Linked DNA regions of Rattus norvegicus: region 1 is linked to region 2. The links are chromatin contacts, called in public Hi-C maps. All regions are on one chromosome and are shown on one strand. The core of a region is the stretch at or near the end of the contact, and the rest is flanking DNA. Distances in the headings are between cores, read along the strand shown.

Evidence for each region. Hi-C and Micro-C count contacts between places; a contact is called where the count stands out from the background.
Region 1: a contact with region 2 is called in a Hi-C map of liver, with 9 times the contacts expected there. The contact joins two enhancer-like sites. A contact is called at or near these places in 5 of 12 Hi-C or Micro-C datasets (the A7r5 cell line, kidney and liver).

Annotation. Positions count from the first base shown.
Region 1 is chr14:44,140,854-44,145,875 of GRCr8, reverse strand. LOC134481747 (a long non-coding RNA gene) reads left to right here. Exons shown (of 2, transcript XR_010057514.1): 2 at 383-1,331. Among named protein-coding and RNA genes, the nearest start is that of Mir328b, 130 kb to the right of the region's middle. Within about 2 kb of position 2,320, at least 22 of the 93 cell types and tissues checked have an H3K27ac peak or open chromatin away from gene starts, as enhancers often do. A contact at or near this core is called in liver, where this site is marked.
Region 2 is chr14:44,082,009-44,087,246 of GRCr8, reverse strand. It overlaps LOC102552762 (a long non-coding RNA gene), which reads left to right. Exons shown (of 3, transcript XR_595795.4): 2 at 2,506-2,562; 3 at 3,124-4,504. Among named protein-coding and RNA genes, the nearest start is that of Mir328b, 68 kb to the right of the region's middle. Within about 2 kb of position 3,141, at least 19 of the 93 cell types and tissues checked have an H3K27ac peak or open chromatin away from gene starts, as enhancers often do. A contact at or near this core is called in liver, where this site is marked.

The DNA.
Region 1 (5,022 bases), core at 1,071-3,570, 59 kb before region 2:
GTCAGGGACACCTTTATAAAGAGAATGTTATCAAGTGCTGGCTTTTGTTCTGGGTCATCCCAGGGCAAATTGTAGGAGAGCTAGAGAGTACATGGGAACAGAAAGTGAACAAGAAAGAGGCCAGGCATGTTTTTATACTAAGTCTAGCACTCCCACCGTAGTAACCCACTTCTGCGTTGAACTCTCTTGTCCTAATGACCTGGTATCAAGCCCAATGTCCTGGCACTAATACACGGAGGGAAAGCTCTCAGCGCATGAACTTTGGGGAACACACTCAAACCACAGCAGCTACTTACTCCCAGGCAAGATGTTACTATAAATTTTTAACAATGTTTCAAGAATGTAGCTTTGTTTACAGTGCTTTTGTTTTGTTTTTACAAAGGTGAAGTTAAAATGAAGCCATTAGGGAAGATCTTAATCCCAGAACTTGGATAAACACAAAGGATGAAGACACAGAAAACAGACAACTACATACAAGACAAGGAGAAAGTTCTGGAATGGATCATTGCTCTCAAGCCCCAGAAAGGCTCTCAAGCCCCAGAAGGGGCTCTACCATGCACAGACTCTCGGCTTTCCAGCATCTATTACCACAAAAATGGGGAACTTCTGCCATTTACTGCACTTTGTTACAACAGACCTGGCGGAAGTCCAAACAAGTCCAAGGCTGACTCTGCACCCTCCCCTGCCTGCCAGCTGACCTGCCTTGTTCAAGCCTGAGAGCCTCTGGAGAGTCTCGGCTCTGTTGGGGGTTCTTTCTCACAAGCACATCAGTAAGCAGTGGGAGGGCTGGATCTGTGTGATCTGACATGTGCCTGTCCCAGACTTCCTCACAGCTCCTTCTTAGACAGCTTTCCCTGTGAAAACAGCTAGCAACCCTCATCAGTGTCAGGCAAGAACCCCAGGACTCATTGGGATCAGCCTTGTCTGGCTGGATTCTTGAACATATGGAGCTGGCCTATTCTCCTGTAGCCTCTAGAGCTTCAAACCTCAGGCTCTCTTTCCTGCAGCCCTCCTACTGGCTCCTCAGTGACCCTTGGGGTTCCCAGGTAAGAGGCAAATTGTTTAGGCAAGCCTGACATCACTTGAAGGAAACCAATTCAAAACATACCATGTGCAACTCAACTTACAGTAAGGCTCTGAATCTCTAAGAATTTCATAAACAAGTAATATTTTAAAAAATGGTTATTGATGAAGGAGAAAAGAACCTGAAGAAATCAGATGCTGTGAGGGAGGTTTAGTCAAGGCTTTTTCAGGTACAGTGTGTTCTAGAGTTTGACTATTGAGCTGTAGAAATAAATTACCTATTAAAATGTGCTCTCTATTGAAGAGGGTACCAGAGTGTGACTTTTTTTTTTTGCATTGGAAACACACCCTGTTTAATTTGTAATATAAATACACAATACATAGGTCCTGTGACTGTATACATTTATTTTGACTTATGTTTTAAAAGGGTAGTTATTTAATTTACCATGAAGGAGAGCTGGCAGACCCATCATAACTGGTACGGAATACTGCATTCAGACCTTGACCTAGGTTAGACCTCCCAGGAAACCAGCTCTGTGGCCTTGGCCTCCTCAATCCTCCCATCAATACCACAGGCTCGACTCCACCTGTTTACAGGCGTACAGTCATAAAGAGGCTCAGAGGTCTAAACACTTTGAAACCACCAAGTCTATCAGCAGCCAGAACACTTTTCAATGGCACATGCACAGTGGGAGGTCATAGGCTAAGCCGTCTACGTCTGGCAAGATCCAACCTTAAGAATGTTTTTATTTGTCCTCAGGTCGCTGTACCATGTACTGGGGCTACTCTAAAGAGAGACCTAGGTCCCCTTTCCTCAAGCATTTTACTGGGAGAGGTTCGGGGCCAGAAGGGCTGCTGTCTTCTTCCTCAGTCCTAGGGCAGAAACTTTCAGGAAAACTGTGATGAAGATGTTCACTGGCATCTTTTTTTAAAACTCCCTTACCTTAAAATCCCCCCCCCCCCAAGAAGGAAGAGGCAAGAGAATTAAGAAGATTTTTGAAGGACAAAGCTAACACAACCAACACTGTCCCGATTGGTTGATTTGATTTCTCTGTCACCCCCTGTTTTTCTGTGCCATAGAGAACATCTAGGGGTTTGTCTCTAAACAGATGCTTGCAAGGAAAGTTTAACATAATCCACAGAGCTGTAAAAGTTCTTGGTGTGGCCCTCGGTGGAGTGCTTTCTCACATTCCCAGAAGTAGCCAATCTACCACGTGGCAGGGCTGCTACAGGAAGGGAGGGAGCCAGCAGGGCACGGAGCTGCCTGCAGCAGCAGGGCAGGGCGGCTCCCAGGAGGACGCAGGCGTGGTGGCCCCTCCCTGCCGCGAGCCCAGGCCCGCCCACTGCCACCGGCGAAAAGGAGGAGAGACCTACATTTAAAAAGGCAGGAACCTACTAGCTCCAGAGCTCCTACAATGCCAAATGAGAATTCCTGTTTATGGGTCAAACAGAGGTCAAGAATTACTCAGTCATCTCTAAAACCCCCTACTTAGGGGGTCAAGCCAGGCTGGAAACCCATGCTAGCTAAATCTAACTTGATCTCCCCAGAGTCTAACACTGCTTCTTTATTTATTTTTTCTTTCTTCCTTTCTTTCACTTTTTACTGTTTTGCCGGAGATACAGGGGGTTTTTTTTCTGTTACTTCCGGTTTGTGGCTGTGCTTTCTTTGCCTTACTTCCTTTTGGGTTGTTGGAGGGTTAGGTTGCTTCACTGTGATGTCCACTTAAAGATGTATGAAAAAGGATGGGAGGGAAAGAGGAGGTGGGATAGAAAGAGGAGGAAAGAAGAGGGAAAGGAGAGGGAGGCAGAGAGAGAGGGAGAGGAGAGAGGTTGTTAGACAGCACACAGTAATTTTGCTTATGCTATAAAATATTTAATACGTTCCTCTTCATGGATATGTTCCACAATAATGCACAATGTCACTGTGTTCAAAGTACAGGTAAAGAAGTCTAGTCTCATCAAAGCCTGGATCTGTGTTGACTGACTCCAACCCCGAAGCGCTTTCGTCTGTTTAACCTTTCAAGGAGGTGTTTATTCATCTCTTATTACAAAGCATATGCCTGACATGCAAAACAAAAAACAAAAAAACAAAAAAAGCTTAATTCGGTCCTTTTGAGAAAATGTGAAGACTATGATTTCGTCTTTGGCCACTCCTTTGCAATCTTTCTACGCAGGTATCAACAAGGGCTGCTGTGGTCCTCGTGGTCCCACCCGCGGGTGCACTTCCAGCATCTGGCAGCAGGGGGCGCATGTGTGCAAGAGGCGGAAAGTGCACCGGGCAGGAAGAGTCAGATCTTGTGTTTGTCCTTCTTAGCAGGCCCAGGCTATCAATACGTTAATTTTTCTCCTTGAACATTTAGAACCAGTGGCTGCAGACTTCTCTACAGAGATCCATGCTTCCTCACTCGTAAAGTGGGGGGAAACATCTTTGGGACTTGTAGAAAAAGATCTCTGCTGAATCCGAGGGAGGAAAAAAATCTCAGGAAGGAGCCAGGCTTGGCCCCTGGCTTCTGTTGAAAAAGGAGAACTCAGAAAGCAGGGACAACGGCCATCCTATGTCCAAGTATCACAGGACTTCTCCCACTGACTTCCTGAGAAGACCTCAAGGGTTGGGAACGGCACACCTGTAGGAAAGCTTTACCTGCTCCAATAGTACAGGGGGCTGGCTTGGGTCTCAGGCACCTTTAAGTGCTACTCACATGGCAAAGCCTGTGAATTTCTTGGAGAGTCACCAAGAATTCACCAAGATCCACCAAGTTTCTGGTCATTCACCAAGCTGTATTAATAGTGAAACCCTCTGGTAAAAAAACAAAAAAACAAACAAACAAACAAAAAAAAACCAAAAAAAAACAAAAACCAAAAAAAAAAACAAAAAAAAAAAAAAAACAAACAAACAAAAAAAAAAAACAAAAAAAAAAATGTCCTAAAGTCAAACAAATGCAAAGACGTAATCAGGGTAGCTAGATAGAACTGAACAAATGGCCAGGGGTTGGTAGCATGAACCTTTAATCCCAGGACTCCAAAGGCAGAGGCACATTGGATCTCTATGAGTTCAAGGCTAGTCTGGTCTCTAAAGCAAGTTACAGGACAGCCAAGGCTACATAGAAAAAAACCTGCCTCAAAAAGCAAAGAACAAGAAAGGAGGAAAAGAAAAAGGAGGAGGAGGAGGAAGAGGAGGAGGAGGAGGACAGGAAAAAGAAAAGAGAAAAGAAAAGAGAAATGGACAAATGGTCGCCCAGTTGAAGGAGAGAGCAATGATATTTAGCGCTCCGTCCTTTGGGCTCCCTTAAAATACAGCAATGCCTGGATAGCATGGAGACATACACATTGTCACAGAGGTACCTAGTGTCCTGTTTGATGGTTAATCGCCTTATCAAGTTGACTGGACTGAGAAACACCAAAGTGGTGATGATACCCATCTCTGGGTGTGTCTGCCAGGAGGGTGGAGAAGGAAGGCACGGCCTAAAAGTGTTGGGCACCATCCCACTGGGCACAGGTTAGATGAAACCCCAGCTTCCATGATGTAAGATATCCCTTCAGGCTTTCCCTACCACGATGGATTGAAGCCTAGAACAAATCCCCTTGTAAGTTGGCCTCTTAGGAATTTTTCATAGAGACAATAAAAGAAACCATGCATGCAATATCAAATGATAACTAGAAGACCCCATCACAAATTTTACCTGATGTTAGTAAACACTCTAGCCGAAGTAATTCATCTATTTAATTATCATTAGTTGAATATTTCATTGGATAAAGTCCAGGTGCTAAAGTCAGGAGGACAATTTGGGTCTTTCATTTAGTACCTGTGTACTCTGATCAAGGTTCCAAGCCTGCCTGAGCCCCACGTCCCCCAAATACAGGATACTGGGAAGATGGGAGGATTATGGTTCCTATACTATACGATGTTCTCTAGGAAGACTCAGTGAAATAGCGCAGTGTGGGCTGCTCACAGTGCAGGAGACAAGAGACCTCACTCAGGAATTCAGCAAATTAAGAAGT
Region 2 (5,238 bases), core at 1,892-4,391:
TCGGTCTCGGCCTCAGCATCGGGCTCTCATGATGCCTCATCTTCGCCTGGGTAATTATCTCTTGACAGCAGACTTACCCAGCAGTAAGCAATAATTCCATTAACATTCCCACCTAAACGCAGTCTTCCGGGCTTTTCAGGGTCCCCAGGCCTCTAGCTACATCATGGGGGCCTCTTATCATTCTGGAATTAAAACAAGAAAGTAAAAATTATTCACTCGCATTAATTTTTTCCCCCTGAGCAAACCTCTCCACAGTCTTGACTCATTGCTCCAACTCGTATTGCTGCCAAGAATCCTATCTGCAGTAATCCAGTGCTCTCAGTTCATTCTGGGTTGGAGGGCCAGGGCAGGAGAGTCACCCGTACTCAGGGTGCAACTGTCTGAGAATGAGGAATAGTGCCAGGGTGTGATGTGGTCTCTGGAAGGAGGAAGAGCCATGGGTTTTGGAAAATGTGGAATGCCCCAGACGTGTTCTAGATGAGGAATTCAGGCTTGTGTTTGCTCATTAGAGCAGTGAGGAGGCTTACCAAACGTGCCGAGCGCTGGAGGGATGTCGGGAGATGTTCCCAGACCTTGGATCTTGAATAAGTACTGTCTGCCTCAGGTCCAGTTTCCAGACAGGCCTGTCACGGCTCTGAGGCTAACAGTGAGAGTCGTTAGCAGTAAGAGCACAGGTGTGAGGAACCTAGAGTTCTCCACACCTTCCCTGGCAGGGAGGGCTCAGTTAGTGATGACAGTACTCTCCTCTCCAGTCCCGAAGCATACACCCCACTCCACACCACAGATGAGACCCACAGAGCCAAAAACACACCTGACATTCCACATCAACTCTGCTGGAAAGAGGACTTAAACGAGTCTTCAGGATTTGGAGGCTGACTTTTCTTAAGGAAGGAAAGAGGCTGTTTCTTATCCGTTTTCTCGCACAGAACTAGCTTTGGGTTTTCCAGCAGTGTGAGGACTCATCTCCCAGCAGTGAAGGGTGGTTTGACCCCAAGATGACCTTTACTTTCCTTCCCACTATCTATTAATTCATCAAGTCTGGATTCTGGTGGGAGTGTGGACTGAGTGAGTGAGTGAGTGAGTGAATGAATGAATGAATGAATGAATGAATGAATGGGGTAGGATGTTAGCCCCATCTCTCACAAAGCTAATGCACAATAGGTCCTCAAAAGAGGTTTCTTCGAATTTAAAAACAATAGCTACTAACCAGCTCTGTCAGCAGATTGATCCAGGAAAGAGGTCGGAGAGCTGACTTGAATTAGGTGTGAAGGTTGGTTGGAATTCAATTACCCATGACCCTCCAGTCTTTTCTGCCAGCCATGATTTATGGAGGCTGGCTAACGAAGGTTCGGACTCATAACACTGCAATCAGCCTTTCTTTGGAAGATGAAGGCCCAGGAATTATCTAAGGGGCACTCTCAGGCCTGATGACATTTCTTAGGTTGGAAATATCTTGGCGACTTAGCCCAAGAGCAGTCAGGCTTAGACTTGGACACAAAGAGCATGCGCAATCACACCTCAGGAGTCCTCGCTCCTATTTTTCTTCACAATCACTCTGACCTAGTAGCCCTGTCTGACACAGACAAATGATCTAGGGGCTGTGGGCGGTTAGGGTCCTTGTTCAGGGATGTTTCTACTAGCTGAAAAGGCCAACGGAAAACCAGAGAATTGTATCACTTAAAGTAGGGAAGGGATTCAACTCATCACCCCCATCTCCTTTTTTCTCCAATTTAAACCTTCCTTCTCAGCCTCACCTTAAGGTTTATCTACTCTTGTTATAGCCAGGCTTAATGGCCTTAAGAGTCTAAGACCCAGCTACATTTTTCCCCTCACAGAACAACATTCTTGGCAAGCAGAGGAGGCTGAGGAGATGGTTGAACACAAAAATTCCTTGCTGTGCAAGCATTAGGATTTGAGTTGAGATTCCCAGCGCCCATGCAAAAGCTAGGTGTGGCTGCATACATCGGGAACCCCAGCTCTGTTGGAGCAGAGACACAGAGATGGGGGCACCCTAGGGCTTGCTGGTCAGTCAACCTCACTGAATCAGGGAGCTCCAGGATCGGTGTGAGACCTTGTCTCCAAAAATAAGGTAAAGGCAGTTAATGAAAGCCCCTGACATCAACCTTTGACCTCCACACACTCCAGAATGAGTACACACATACACACCCCTACAAGCACACACACACACACACACACACACACACACACACACACACACACACACACACTATTCTCTTGAAATTATTATCCCAGAAGGCATCTTGAAACCATGATGGTGGCAACATTTGCACAACTATAATCCCAGCACTTGGGAGGCTGAGGCAAGAAGACCTCAAGTTAAAGCCAGCTGCTTCCCTAGGGAGAATGTGTCTGAAAATAAAACAACCCCACTCCCTCCAGAGTTACTTGTTCATTTGGTTGCCCTCATTTTTGCTGTTCGCGTGCACCAACTTGTCCTGTGAGTGAGGTGAACTGGACCCTGACCTCCACCACTCTTACTTTCAGAGCTCTGAGCACGTCTGGAGCAGATCCTAATTTGCAAGGCTGGCAAAGGAACAGAGGGTAAGAAATGATTCCTGCACCTGCCCTTTGCCCCCTCCTAGGTCACATTGCTTAATGAATTTAGCTGGAACACAGTCCAGTGTTGGGAGAGTCGTAGCCTCCATGTGTCTTCATAATGTACCTGACTTTATACAGCAGGCCACTTCCTTCTAATAAGAAGCAGTAGATGGGCAACTCAACGTGTGGATCTTCAAGCTTACAGAATGAGCTTGAACTTGAAAGCGATCCAACCCATAACGACATTTATTATTTTTAGAGCATTACCTAGTCATTTTGATTAATTCTCTTAGAGTACTTTTCCCTTAAGCTCCCCAGAGAGAGGAGGGTGTGTTGGGGGCTGGGGTGGGGGGAGTCTAACGAGACTGTAAAGCTACAAATATAACCTTGGTGAGGAGTTGACATGTTTAGAACTGTAACATGGCAAATCATTGTGAAATCTTCTAATGGGTGCCGGTCCCCTGCCAAACAAGCCCAGCACCCAAAGCACACAAAGAAATCATTGAAAGACACTGGACCGTGTCCAAAAGGCCAGGCTAATGTTTCACCTAATCTCTCTCCTAGTCTCTCCTGCCTACTGCCAGCCCCACCCACAGGATCTCACTGGAGAGCTCCCTGCAGCTGCTCAGGGCATTTACACCCTCTCATCCCCGGCAGCAAGAGGAAAACCATTAGGAAGCCAACAGTATAAAAGGGGAAAGATGAGTGGCTGGAGGAAAGGTGGGAACTGATAGAGTCAAGCGCCTGTCTTCTCACAGGGTTGGTACACTTGGGGTGGAACCAGGAAGACAGGACCAGAGGTGATCCTGGTTCACATATCCTTGGGACATTGCAATTTAGGGAGAAGTGCCTATGAGCTGGTAACAGAAGGTTTGGTTTGCTTTTGTTAAGTTCAATTTGTTTCCAATTCTTTTTATCTTGGCTCTATCTCAGGCATCACAGACGCCAGAGCTTTGCAGGCACAGGGTGGGGTAGGGTGGGGCGGGGTTGGGCAATTCTTTCTTTTTGCTTAAAGGGACAGAACTAGGGATGCCTCTTTGAATGCCTGTGGCTTGCTCAAATACCATTAGTAAATTAGTAAAGACGCTGAGCAGGGAAGGGTTCGTTCTCTTTGAAAGTGGCTTTCACAGAGGTGGCCACCAACAAATCTAAGGACAGAAAGGAAGTTTGCAGAGAGAAATTTGGACCTGTAAGATGGTACTGACATTATTATTTCAGCTAGCCAGAGCTAACCTTGAACTTCTAGACTTGCTAAGCTGAGTATGAAGAAATAAATCCTGTTCGTTGGTTGTGGTGGATGTTTTTAATCCCAGCATTCAGAGGCCGAGGCAGGCTGTTCTCTGCAAGTTCCAGGACAACCTTCGTCTACAGTATGAGTTCTAGGACAGCCAGACCTATACAAAGAAACCCTGCCTTGAAAACCAATAATAAATAAATAATATAATATAAAAGAGTGGATCCCTTTAAAAACGGTCATTGGTGTACATGTGAAGCTCTTAGGATCTCTCAAATTTTGCCTGGAAAAATATTCTATTGACTATAGGGGCTGTCCAGGTTTGGGAGTCAAACACGCCCGGCTGGAGTCTCAGCTCCATCATCTACAGACTTGTGACTTTGGTCAACATCTGCACCTTCCTGCGCCTCAGTTTCCCATCTATACTGTGAGCATAGCCTCTGTCTCCCCAAGAGTTCCTTCAGCTGCTCCGGCATCTCAACAGACGCTTCTGGTTTGTTCTTCCCCTCCCTACAACAGAGGACATGTGCTTCAGCCAGCAGGGAACAAAGGAAAAAGTCCAGCCCTTCCTTGCAGCTTTGTGTGGAACAGGAGATAGCTTCAAACACACAGGGCCCAGACAACTTATGGCTCTTTCTCGTGTTTATTTTTTTAAACAAATCTTTCCATAGCACTCACTGTGTAATAAACACCTCCTGAGCACTGGACAAACCTGACTCACCCCATCTTTCACCAGGTGCAATCTTGGGATTCTTGTTTTGCAGGGGAGGAAACACAGTTTATGGTCCAGGGGTACTGAACAAGGGTCTTACCAGTCAAGACTTGAACCCAGGCAACCTAAGCCCTTGTCTTTGTGGAGATCGTGGCCAAGTGTTGATTTGGGAAGGGCAACTAAGATCAAAGCTCTCTGTCTGAGATGCCCAGGCTAGCTCTGCACCATCTAGAATATATTAAAACTGAAGTCTTCACTGATAAACTTTCATAGCCAGAACCTCGGGCCAGAGAGACCAGATGAGGTCAACAGAACCAAGAAGCTGGTTCCCAGACCTGTGGCTTGCTGCCCATCTATCTCTCCATCCCACCAAGAGGAGGCTGCAGACTCTTCTCTGGTATCCCCTCAGCCCTTGGCTCTGTTGAGTGTGAATTTGCTGATGGTTGCTCTACAGTAGGTGGGGAGTGGTGGGAAGGAGAAAACACTGAAGAAGTCAAGAATAAAGGAAACGACTGTTTTTTAAATTCCAGTGATTATAAAATCAGTGTTGGCCGAGGCAGACATTGCAAAAGGGGTTGACTCAATCCTGTTTCCCAGACTCTGTCTCCCACTCAATTTCCACCTAGGTATGGTCAGTCACAGGACCCAAGTCAGGCCTTTTGTCCTTTTTTCTCCCCTTAGGCAGTCCTTCTTGTCCACTTCTCTCTTTAAATGTTTGTATACTATTTGGTCA